Regions from separate parts of the Oryctolagus cuniculus genome. Here region 1 is linked to region 2. The links are chromatin contacts, called in public Micro-C maps. All regions are on one chromosome and are shown on one strand. The core of a region is the stretch at or near the end of the contact, and the rest is flanking DNA. Distances in the headings are between cores, read along the strand shown.

Region 1 (2,701 bases), core at 194-2,693, 80 kb after region 2:
AAAAAATTTTTTTTTTGACAGGCAGAGTGGACAGTGAGAGAGAGAGACAGAGAGAAAGGTCTTCCTTTTGCCGTTGGTTCACCCTCCAATGGCCGCCGCCACCGGCGCATTGCGCTGATCCGAAGCCAGGAGCCAGGTGCTCCTCCTGGTCTCCCATGCGGGTGCAGGGCCCAAGGACTTGGGCCATCCTCCACTGCCCTCCTGGGCCACAGCAGAGAGCTGGACTGGAAGAAGGGCAACCGGGATGAATCCGGTGCCCCCACCGGTACTAGAACCCGGTGTGCCGGCGCCGCAAGGCGGAGGATTAGCCTAGTGAGCCGCGGCGCCGGCCAGAAATGCTTTATTTCTTAACCTGAGGTGTGGTTATGAGTATTTAAGGTGTTTACCTTAAAATGTAGGTATGTTTTATACACCCTTATGTTATGAATGCTTGACAAAAAATAAAATTAAAAAGTGACTTATATTGTGCCAAGGACTCAACAATTGATGATTATTTTGCTTTCAAAACTACTCAAATAAAAATAGTAAAAAAAATTAGTTCAACAAAGACCATGCCATCATACCTACGTCTCAAATGAACTTCTGAGTTTAGTGGTGACCAATCACCACTCAGGGGATCGGCTCTAGCACTGGAAAACTGCAGGCCTGCTTTCCCTAAGAAGATTAAGAGGACAATGATACTCCACTTCATGCGATTTCACCGTTCACCAAAGACTTTCCAATACGTAATGCAACTTCCACTCATTAAAAAAAAAAAAATGAGAATACTACAATATGAAAAGAAATCAATCGCTACCGCTTTCAGTGTCCCAGTCTCTGCTCTTACGTATATGCAACTTCAGAAGTTTGAATTCTAAACGTGGTGGATTTTGTACACCGCTTTTTCATTGTACCATATTTATACCAGAAGAATACTGCTGAAAACTATACAAGCTTGTGATGCAGGTTTTACCACTATTACTATTTTACATATTTTCGGGGTAGGGCCTGTTCTTCTGCCGTACTGGATCCAAAAGTAACCAAAACAAACAAACACGGGGTGGGGGTGGGGGCAGGGATGTTGCGTGCAGCAGAGACAAACTTAACTCCAGTAATTCTCATTGCGCGCTTCTCCAACCACCCCTCACTAACCCAGCTCTAAATTAGGACTTCATAGCTCTCCCCTGCTAGTTCTTCGATCTCCTTCCCTCTTGAGCTGTCCCCGCTAGGCACCCTCTCCATTTAGTCTCGCCCTTTCTGCCCGCCCCAGAACAGAGTCACCCTCTTATTTCTAGTCAAGAAGTCTCCCACCAACTCCCTAATTTACCTGACAGCAATCTGACCTCTCAGGACACTCCTCAACACTCCAGCCAGAGCCAACCGGAAGCGGAAGTTGTCACCGCGAGTCTTTTACGGCCGGAAAGCGGAGGAGCCAGTTAACGTTCCGGTACTTGGTCTCAGATTCCTGGGCCGGGGGAGATAACATGAAAGAGGCTGGGAGTCTGTAGTTTTCCCCACACGGGTGCATCCTCAGGCTGAATTAGGTAGGAGACACAGTTGAGGAGAGAAAGGTGGGAGGAGGAGATGTTTTCAGTGCTCGGAGACCGGAACCCTTAGACACTGCACAGAGGGGTAGGGCCGCGGACTTGGTGCAGCCAATGAGAGAGGCTGTTGTTGGGAGCGTGGACTCACCCAATGAGAGGGCAGGTTGTTGCGCTGCAGTTGGCTGGCTGCTGCGGGAGGCGGTGGCGGTAGAAAGCCGGAGACAGCGGGGTGACAGGTAGGCGGCGGTGCTGTCTTTGGGGGACGCAAAGTCTCGATGAACAGGATTTTTTTTTTCTCTTGCGGCGGAGACCCTAGCCGGGAGCTGACGAGGGTGGTTTGGGAAGGCGGTAGCCGGAGTCTTGGCGGCCCCGGAGCCTCCTGTAAACCAGGTAGAGCAGCTCGGGAGGGTCGTGAGGAGCAGAAGGCGGCTGCTGAGGCGGGTTAAAGGTGGGCTCCGCGGGGCAGCAGCAGGGCCTGCCTTAGGCGTGCGGGGCCGCGGTGGCGCTGGCAGAGAAAGAGAGCAAGAAAGGGTAGAGGCAGGGGCAAGACGGGGTAGCGAGGGCCGAAGGAATTCCTTGCACGAAGCCCCAGGCGAGAAAAGGACACGACATTGCAGACACCTGAGAGAAATCCTAGGGCTTGCCTGTTGGGGCCATTTCCCTGTGGTGGGGAGGGGAAGCGGAGGAGAAAGATATTTTCTGGTGGTCAGATAGATACTGGAGACTGGGTAGCTGTGTATTATGTAATCCTGGGCTGATATTTACCCACACAACTAGGCTGTCCCTCCTGGAAGAGGAGGTCTTGCGACCTATTGATGTGGCAGGACACTTGTTTCGTTGGCTTGAGTGCTTCCTACCCTGACGGGCTCTGTGGGCGAGGGCTGGTAGCGTGAAGGAGAGAGTAGTCACGAGCAGCTTATCCCAAATATGGGTTTGGGTTGAAATGAATGCTGCCAGCTTCATATTTTGTAGTTAACGACTTTGTTTCAGGAGTCAAGGCTGATAGCAGATCCATTTGTCTTTTTTTTTTTTTTTTTGGTGGGGGGTTGTCAATCTTCAGGAAAATGAGTGGCCTCAAAAATTGGTAGTCGCAGGAAAGTACAAGTTGGTCGATTTTTTTTTTTTCTCCTGGATGTTAGCGACTATGAAAATAAGGTGGTGGTCTGAATTGGGGAGGG
Region 2 (3,018 bases), core at 127-2,626:
CAGACTTTGAGTCACACACCTGCCTTCCAGTGCCGACCTGAACACATTGTGGGCTGCACGACCTTCCCAAAGGGGATCGCCCAGATTTAGATAAAAGTGATGACAACCATGCCACGAGATGCCCTGAGGATTCAACAGCACAAATAAAGCCACTCCATGTGGCAGTGGTTGGTAGGGAACTCACTGGGGAAGTCTTGTGACCACTCCTGGCATAAGGAAAATGAGAATCAGCACGATCTAAGTCTACAGGTAGGCTCTGTCCTGTGCCCCTTGGCCTGGCCCATAGTTAAGGGTGAAGAAAATGGAATTATGACACCGAGTAATAATGAAGAGACACAAAAAAGGTGCTAGCATCTGTACACCTATAACCAACAAGCATCATAAGGAAATGGGGGACTGGGTTGACAGGTTGCTGACAGCCTATTAAGTGACACCCTCGCCCTCCTGAACTCTCCCTGGGGTAGAAAAGGCCTGGCTGCACTGTCTCCCAGCCATCTCCTCTGAGGGCTCCACTGGCCAGTCCCATGCTCAGGTGGTTACAGGACAATGAGAGAATCAGAACTGGGACACCATTCCCGTCACTACTGCTTTGCTGTGCAGGGCTCAACACGTCTAAGGACCATGTAATATTCTCTCCTCTAGGGGGCAGAAGCAAACAGGGAAACACCAGGCTCAAAGCTCTTTGGCTTCCTGGTTATCTGGGTCTGGTTCACTTTCCTCCAAACTCTCTCTTTCCTCCCTGACCGAAGCCCTTGAAGGGAAGAGTCACCAGGGTCTCCCTTTCTGTGACGGTGTGCAGGGACGGACGGGACAAGCACGTTCCAGGCCCTTCTGGCTCCTTGCTTTATTTGGGCTCCCTGTGGGTCCTGGCTGGAGAGGCCCTGGCCGCAGGCAGTGAGCACAGGGCGAAAGAGGAACCAGTCTCAGAATTACAAGATCTGAATTGAAGTCCTGGCTGCTGGGGTTAAGCCCCTTCTCCTAGGTCTGAACTTGCCTGAGCTTTGAAGGAGAGTGACCCTGAGGAGGCAGGCTAAGGAGGGATGGGACTCTGAAGTCCCAGGAAGAAAAATCCGTACCTGATCAAACAGGAGCGGGGGAGAAGGGAGACTAAGGCTGAATGTGAAGCCAAAAACCATGACCGAAAATGGCCGTGACCACACACAGGGGAAGAAACACGTGGGTGCTGAGTAGGGAAAATAAAACTTGAACAGACTGCAGCAAGTCCCACTTCTCCTTCTACACACCCTGGAAACCCCTTCCCCAACACAGCCCCGATTCTGTAAGTTTCAACTACTCTTTGGAAAATAACTGGGTGAAATGGTAGGGGAGAGGGGACATCCAGCCTTGTAGTTAGCACAGGGCTTATTAGCGAAAGGGCAGGGTCAGTGCTACTCAAAGGTTTGGGTGCTATGGAGGTAAAACTGCCAAAGCCAAATACAGTCATGAGCTGGCATGGACTCATTCATTAATTTAGAATTTATTTTGGTCTAATGAAGGCACATGTATGCTGACGCTTTCTATCAAAGTTAAATAAGGGTACAGGAGAAATGAGAAAGGGGGGCTGCTGCTCCAGTTCATGTGTAGTCATCTGCTGAGTATCCTCCGTGAACCCAGCTGGAGTCACTACCAAGCACAGGAGCAGAACACAAGGTGGGCAGGATATTCTCCGTGGTCCCAAGGTCAAAAGGTATATGGGAAATGTAAGGGTGACAAGGCCAAAAGGAGTTTCTTTACAGGAAAATTCTCAGACCTTTCAGTAGATTAGTAAGCATAGCAGGGACCGGCATTTTGCAGTAGCCAGTTAAGCCACTGCCCATAGCGCTGGCATCCCCTACAGGTACCCATTGGTTGTTCCGCTCCCAATCTAACTCCCTGTTAATGTGCCTGGCAAAGCAGCAGAGAATGGCCCAAGTGCTTGGATCCCTGTACCCACATGGGAGATCTGGAAGAATTCCCTGGCTCCTGGCTTCGGCCTGGCCCAGCCCTGGTCCTTGTGGCCATTTGAGGAATGAATCAGCAGGTGGAAGATATCTCTCTGTCTGTCTCTCCCCCTCTCTTTATTGCTCTTTCAAATAAATAAATAAATAAATAAATCTGAAAAACCATAGAAGATGAAGTTGAGGGGCTCCCGCTGTGGCCTAGCAGGTAAAGCCTCTGCCTGCAGTGCCAGCATCCCATATGGGCACTGGTTTGAGTCCTGGCTGTTCCACTTGTGGCCCATCTCTCTGCTATGGTTTGGGAAAGCAGTAGAAGATGGCCCAAGTGCATGAGCCCCCACACCCACATGGGAGACCCAGAAGAAGCCCCTGGCTCCTGGCTTTGGGTCTGCTCAGCTCCAGCCATTGTGGCCATTTAGGAAGTGAACCATTGAATGGAAGACCTCTCTCTCTCTCTCTCTCTCTCTCTAACTCTGCCTTTCAAATAATAAATAAATAAATGTTTAAATATATATATATATATGGTGAAATTTACTTAATCAGCTAATGGAAATTTGCAATGTCTACTAGAAAAATCTAAGTCTTAGCCTGTGTACAAAGTACAGGAAATTTTTCAAGCTTTCCAGAAATAGCCAATGAGGAAAAAAACACTTCCTCATACAATCTGCAAACATCATCTTTTACTTGGAAGCTTCCAAAACCACCACAGCTTCAGGCCAAGCTCCAAAGTCCATCTGCCAGGCACGTAAGACATTGGTTTCCACATTCCTAACAAGACTACAAGGTCTGGCACGCACACATGGGCCAGCACAGGCCTAGTCTGCTGGGTGACTGGCAAACACGGCACACAAAGGACTGGTTTTTAACTTCTGCCAAACTGAGACCATTAACCCCAAATCCCCGAGTGCTTATGTCTGCCTCAAGAAGGGGTTCCTAAGCTCTCTAAGGATTCTTTTTGAGAAGGACCCACCAAAGAATAACCATACCTACCCTCCTAACATGGCCCTGACACCAGGCTCTGCCTCACTGCTTTGATATGTGCTTCACTCAGAGCCAACCTTACTTTGCACAAGGCAGATGC

Evidence for each region. Hi-C and Micro-C count contacts between places; a contact is called where the count stands out from the background.
Region 1: a contact with region 2 is called in a Micro-C map of ear pinna, with 4 times the contacts expected there. The contact joins the promoter of NDUFB3 here to the enhancer-like site in region 2. A contact is called at or near these places in 3 of 6 Hi-C or Micro-C datasets (ear pinna, skin fibroblasts and an unstated tissue).

Annotation. Positions count from the first base shown.
Region 1 is chr3:38,935,203-38,937,903 of mOryCun1.1, forward strand. It overlaps NDUFB3 (NADH:ubiquinone oxidoreductase subunit B3), which reads right to left and starts at 1,444. Exons shown (of 5, transcript XM_051848303.2): 1 at 1,307-1,444; 2 at 564-654. HYCC2 (hyccin PI4KA lipid kinase complex subunit 2) reads left to right here and starts at 1,398. Exons shown (of 14, transcript XM_017343025.3): 1 at 1,398-1,759.
Region 2 is chr3:38,855,690-38,858,707 of mOryCun1.1, forward strand. All of the region lies in intron 8 of CFLAR (CASP8 and FADD like apoptosis regulator), which reads right to left. Among named protein-coding and RNA genes, the nearest start is that of CASP10, 28 kb to the left of the region's middle. Within about 2 kb of position 1,377, at least 2 of the 8 cell types and tissues checked have an H3K27ac peak or open chromatin away from gene starts, as enhancers often do. A contact at or near this core is called in ear pinna, where this site is marked.